Linked DNA regions of Ovis aries: region 1 is linked to region 2. A link is a contact called in public Hi-C data. All regions are on one chromosome and are shown on one strand. The core of a region is the stretch at or near the end of the contact, and the rest is flanking DNA. Distances in the headings are between cores, read along the strand shown.

Region 1 (2,700 bases), core at 76-2,575, 300 kb after region 2:
AAGGATTCTGAGCTTATCCCTTCCAATGTTACCGCAAAGCTTACACTGCTTTGTCACTTCAGAATAAAAGAAAATAAAGGGAGAAAGTAATTACGAGATGGCACAGAGGGCTATGGAAGGCAGAGAACTAGCCATCTACTTGTGGAAAGCAACACATTTTGATTACTGAGTATACCGTATACAGAATAATTGTTAACTCATATTAACAATCAAACATGACTCTCCAAGTGCATAACCACACAAAATTTTTTTTTTCTCAAAATATTTTCCATGGGTGCAACCTGTACGATTTTCAGTAATCTCATCAGCCGTGTAAGGACAAACTGCTTTCTCCTAACTTTGGGTGGCCTGGTTCTACCTCACGATTACTAAGTGGTTTAAAATCACAACGCTCCAGCTCCCGGTTCACCAGCGAAGAGATGTGATTTCCTGGTACGAAAACGCGAGGTGGCCCGCAAAGGTAGAGGTAAAAGGTCTCAGGTACAGCCCGCGGATCGGCCCAAAGGGGGTCATGGGGTTCCGCCCAGGCCCCCGCACCGGCTGGTGGAGCGGACACCGGCACCTTTGTTTGCGCTCCGCTTCCCTGGACCCCGGCCGAGAGCCGCGGGTGGGGGCGCGGGCCCCGCGGTCCGGGCGGACCTGGCACTGTCCCGGGGAAGCTCGCGGCGAGGGCAGCCCGGCCGGGAAGCAGGAGGTCAGCGGCGGCGCGGTGGGCCGCGCCAGGTCCCAGCAAGAGCCGGGCGGGATCGCTATTGTTTTTGGCTGGCACATAAATCCCCGCGCCGACCCTCTGCGCACCCAGGTTTCCTCCCGGAGGCCATTTGGTTTCCTCTGAGGCCCTATATAGAGGCGCCGGGCCCAGGCTGAAAGAGGTGCGCACCCGCTCCGGCCTCCTGGACAAGCCCGGGCTCGGAGCGCCTCTCATCCTCTGGTCTCCGCAGCCAGAGGCGTCTGGGGAGGTGAGGCGGGCGGCGAGAAGAGAAGGGGTGTGTTTCTCCCGGGTGCGAGGAGGCCAAGTGGAGGAGGAGGTGGAGCAGGAGGAGGAGGAGGAGGAGGATGATCCGCTTCTCCGGGGTTTCCCTGACGCCAGCAGCAGCTCTCGGCGCGCGCTCCCCGCGCCCGTCCGCGGCTCCGGGGAGAAGGGGGAGGGGAATGGGCCTGTCGCCGCGGCCGCGAGGCGGCAGCCGGGATTGCAGCGGGGGCGGGCCGCGCGCGGAGCCGAGGGTACGGGCGAGGGAGACGCGCGCCTGCGCGTGCGCGGGGGTGCGCGCCCGGGGTCCCCGCCCCCCACCCCTGCCGCCCGCGGTCTCCGCCCCCCTCGCGCTGGTGTGTGTGGAGCCGGAGTCGGCGGCGGGTGGCGGCGCCTGGAACCTAGAGACGGACCCAGCCCCCCCACCCCCCAGCCCCGGAATGTACTGACTCCCCCCTCTCCGCTCTCCTCCCCTCTCCGCCTCCCTGCAGGAGGGAGGCGCCCCCGAGTCTCCCCTCCCGCGAGAGGGGCCGCGCGGGCCGGGCCGGGTCGGGCTGGAGCAGCGGCGGCGGCCGCCGCGGGAGCCAAGCCTGCAGCGAGGGACCGGCTGAGGCGCGCGGGAGGGAAGGAGGCGAGGGCTCCGCGGTGCTGCCGCCGCCGCTGCCGCTTGCCGGGAAGAGATGGCGGCGGAGCCGGGAGCCTGGCGACTCCTCAGCACCTCCTTCTTCTGGCTCTGCTGCCTGCTGCTGCTCGGGCGCCGGGCGCCAGGCGTCGCGGCCGCCAGGAGCGGCTCCCCGCCGCAGTCCTCAGGTAAGCGGCGGCCGCGGGGCGCCGACCCGGGAGGCTCGGGGTGGGGGCGGGGGCGCGGTACCGGCACCGGCGGCGGCTGCGGTGTTTTTGTTTAGGATCCAGGAGGAAACGTGCAGGAACTTCTCTGTCTCGTCTCGGGTTGCGGAGGAGAAAGGGGATCGCGCAGGGTGGAGAGTGAAGTGGGCAGCCTGGGGCGCCGCCAGGAGAGGGGCGGCGGTGGGGGCGCATCGGGGGCTCCTGGGTCTAGTTGTGCGCTTTGTACCCGGAGGCAGGTTCACCCCTCGCCTCCCTCCCCTCCCCCAAGGCTCATCCCACTTGTAAGAGTGGGACATTCTTGTGCTCACACAAGCACCAGTAGAGGCCACTACACACCTCATTAAATAAACAATCGTATGGCCAATTCATTAATTTCAGGAAAGGGGGGGGGGCGGCCTGAACTCCGCATTCCCTGGCCAGGGATTTCCCAGCTGAAGTCCCAGGGAAGCGCTGGTTGATCTCCAGGGACTCCTCGTGCGGGATTTGCAGCCCCGAGGCAGCGGAAGAGCCAGGGTGTCCGAGGGATACGACTCACCCCCCGTAACTGGTGGTGTTGACTTAACGATGAGAGCGCCTTGGAGAACAGCTCCAAGTGATTATATCTGTTAGTGTTTCCGTTATGAAAATACCTCGTCTTTCCTGGGGATTACAACAATATTTATAGCCTGTTATCGGGCTGTTAACCTAGGGAATTGTCTAAGTATCCGATTTTAAGTATATGCACGTTGTTTTCAAGTGGCAATATTTAAATATAGTTATCCACAAAAGCTATTTTCAGGCTTTGTAGATCATAGATCATTGAAATCACCTGCATCCCTATTTATTTAAGGGGGCCAATGAACAAAACGCCAAACCTGCCCGTAAGGACCTTACTGTATAATTGA
Region 2 (2,700 bases), core at 161-2,660:
AGATATTCAAGTTGAACTTAGACAAGAACTAAAATTTGTAGAGGGAATAATTTACTTACAAGCAAGAGGAGAATATAAAGAAAGGAGGCACTGTGATTTGGGAGAATCCTAAAATTGCAATGTCACTGAAATCTGGGGAAGAAAAGAGTTTCAAGGAGAAGGCATGCTTAATGCGTGGAAGGCTGCAGAGAGCTGACAGTGAAAACTAAAAGTGGAAGCTGATTATGAAAACCCACAAGGCTTAGATAAGCTTTGAGAGAGAAGTTTCAGTAGAGTGGTGGTCTCCAGACTATGGCATTAAGGAAGCGAAAACAAGGCATAAAGAAAGAAACTCAGCAGCTAAAGACAGCGACCACACCTTCAAGTAGTTCAGAAGCAGGAGGGTGCCACTGAAATGGAAAGACCAAGCATTTCTGACTGCAAAGCAGTAACCGCCAGAAGAGCAGAGATTGGAATGAAAGCGACTTGAACTTTACTGAGTAAGCGGGATTTCCAAGAGGCTATTAGGCTGGTTCTAGGGGCTGGTCCCGGAGAAGGCAATGGCACCCCACTCCAGTACTCTTGCCTGGAAAATCCCATGGACAGAGGAGCCTGGTGGGCTGCAGTCCATGGGGTTGCTAAGGGTCGGACACGACTGAGCGACTTCACTTTCACTTTTCACTTTCATGCACTGGAGAAGGAAATGGCAACCCACTCCAGTGTTCTTGTCTGGAGAATCCTAGGGACGGGGGAGCAAGGTGGGCTGCCGTCTATGGGGTCACACAGAGTCGGACACGACTGAAGCGACTTAACAGGGGTTGGTCCTACAGAGACGAGGAAGGCGCAGGAGCCAGCAGAGAGGAAAAAGCAGTCTGGTGAGCCCCGGTAGCAGTGACAACTGGGGCTCGTCCCAGACGTGCGACGCTTCCAGCCAGGCAGGCAGTGTGGACACCAGCACCAAGGGCCCTCCGGGGGACCTCTAGGAACCTGTTTCCACGCCGGCTCTACCGCCCAGCTCCCAAGCCGTCTGACCTCCGCCAAGGAGGCCCCCAGAGGCCCAGAGCGCCCGCACCTCCTGGAGACACCCAGAGAGGCAGGCCCCGCAGGCACTCACCCCACGGCCACGCGGCGCCAACGCCGGGCCGGCCGCACGATGAGCGCGTCCCAGGCGGCTGCCAGCCGGCCCTCAGGGGAGCCCGCTCCTGGGGGCGCGGGCGCGGGCCCCAGCTGCAGCGAACTCCACAGCGAGCGCAGGGCCGACCCCGGCAGCTGCGGCTCCAGCAGGAAGACGCAGCCCACCGCGAGCGCCAGGAAGCCAGCGTACGCGGAGCCGCGCCACAGCGCCATGGAGACAGAGGCGTGGAAGCGGCGGAGAACACCTCCTGGCCCGGCCCGCGCCTCTTCCGGGCTCAGCACGCGCCGACGCAGACTCGCGCGCCACGTCACGCCGGCGCGTCGTGGTCCCTCGGCTGGGCGGGGCGCGGCGGGGCGGTGGAGAGGGGCGGAGACTCCTCTTCCTTGGTCGGAATCTTAGCTCTTGGGGGCGCGCGCGGTTTTGAGTGTCTGAGGGAGGTTGGACAAAGGCCATAATGCCTGTCCGGGCGCTGTACCTTTTCCCAGAACTCCATCCGTACCCAAAAATAGAGAGGCAAGGATCCGTTTGTTTTCCTAGTAGGATAAACCAGACCGATTCTGAAGAAGCGGGTAAACCTCATGTCAGTCTTTGAGCCTGTCGGTGTTCCCATTTGAGCTGAACCCGCAGTTCCTCAGAGGGGCATAAATCACACTCCCCCTGTTTTAATCGGTCCCTCTGCCCGTCTGTCCATCCTCCATTGTTAGCTAAACTCACCCTCTTTCAGACCCGGGGCTTGGCGCTCCCCGGAGGAATATGATGGCAGCAGCGCTGCTTGTGAGCCCTTGAGGACAAGAGTGGCAGGGGGATTCTGTCCCTTTGGAGGGTGACCGAAACCTGCAGCTGCTTGGGGGCGTTTGCCGAGACAGGGGAGTCGGGAGGGATTGTCCTCGCTGGATGATCAGCTTCGAACCTTAAAATAACCCTTTGGGGGCGCTGTTCCCTTTAACAACCTCAGAACATTCACAAATGCACACAATCTTGTGTACAACACAAGGGGTTCTGGACCTGCGTTAAGAAACTCTGGTTTCTCCTCTTCTCCCTTGGTAACATGACTTAAACCCAGCAGACTCTGTCTTCACTATGACTCTTCTGTGTGTGAGCCTTGGTTGAGAGTCAGTGAAGCTAGGCTTGCTGCCAGCTCATTCTCAGCAGTAGTCTTGCCAGGGCCTGGTCTTATTCCTGGATGGTTTCCACTTTTCCAGTTCTGCTGGCTCCTGACCTTGGCTCTGCGTCCGATTTTCCACTCTGCTCCTGACCTTTGGACTTGGCAGTGGTTCTTGATTTCTCTAGCTTTGATCTTGGGCATTTGGCTTCATTTCCCCCAGCATTTCCCCATCCTGGTCTCATCCCCTCCCTGTCTCACCCCACCCAGCCCACCTGACCATAGCATCCCTTTCAAAGGAGATGTTCACACAGGAAGCGATCTGGGCTATTACAGAAAAGAAAGGAGCCAGTGAGATCTGTGTGAAGCTGTCTTCACTAGAGTTACCTGCCCCTTCTCTCACCTCAGGGAGACATGCCAGTTAGTTCCCAGAGAAACTGCTCCCCCACATGACCCCCAGTGAGCAGGTTTTCCTACCACCCTG

What was found. Hi-C and Micro-C count contacts between places; a contact is called where the count stands out from the background.
Region 1: a Hi-C map of tail adipose tissue shows a contact between it and region 2, with 2.9 times the contacts expected there. The contact joins the promoter of NEO1 here to the promoter of ADPGK in region 2. A contact is called at or near these places in 2 of 16 Hi-C or Micro-C datasets (muscle and tail adipose tissue).

Annotation. Positions count from the first base shown.
Region 1 is chr7:19,711,702-19,714,401 of ARS-UI_Ramb_v3.0, forward strand. NEO1 (neogenin 1) reads left to right here and starts at 1,326. Exons shown (of 26, transcript XM_060418926.1): 1 at 1,326-1,780. The coding sequence starts at 1,651.
Region 2 is chr7:19,411,828-19,414,527 of ARS-UI_Ramb_v3.0, forward strand. ADPGK (ADP dependent glucokinase) reads right to left here and starts at 1,411. Exons shown (of 7, transcript XM_027971563.3): 1 at 1,094-1,411. The coding sequence starts at 1,326.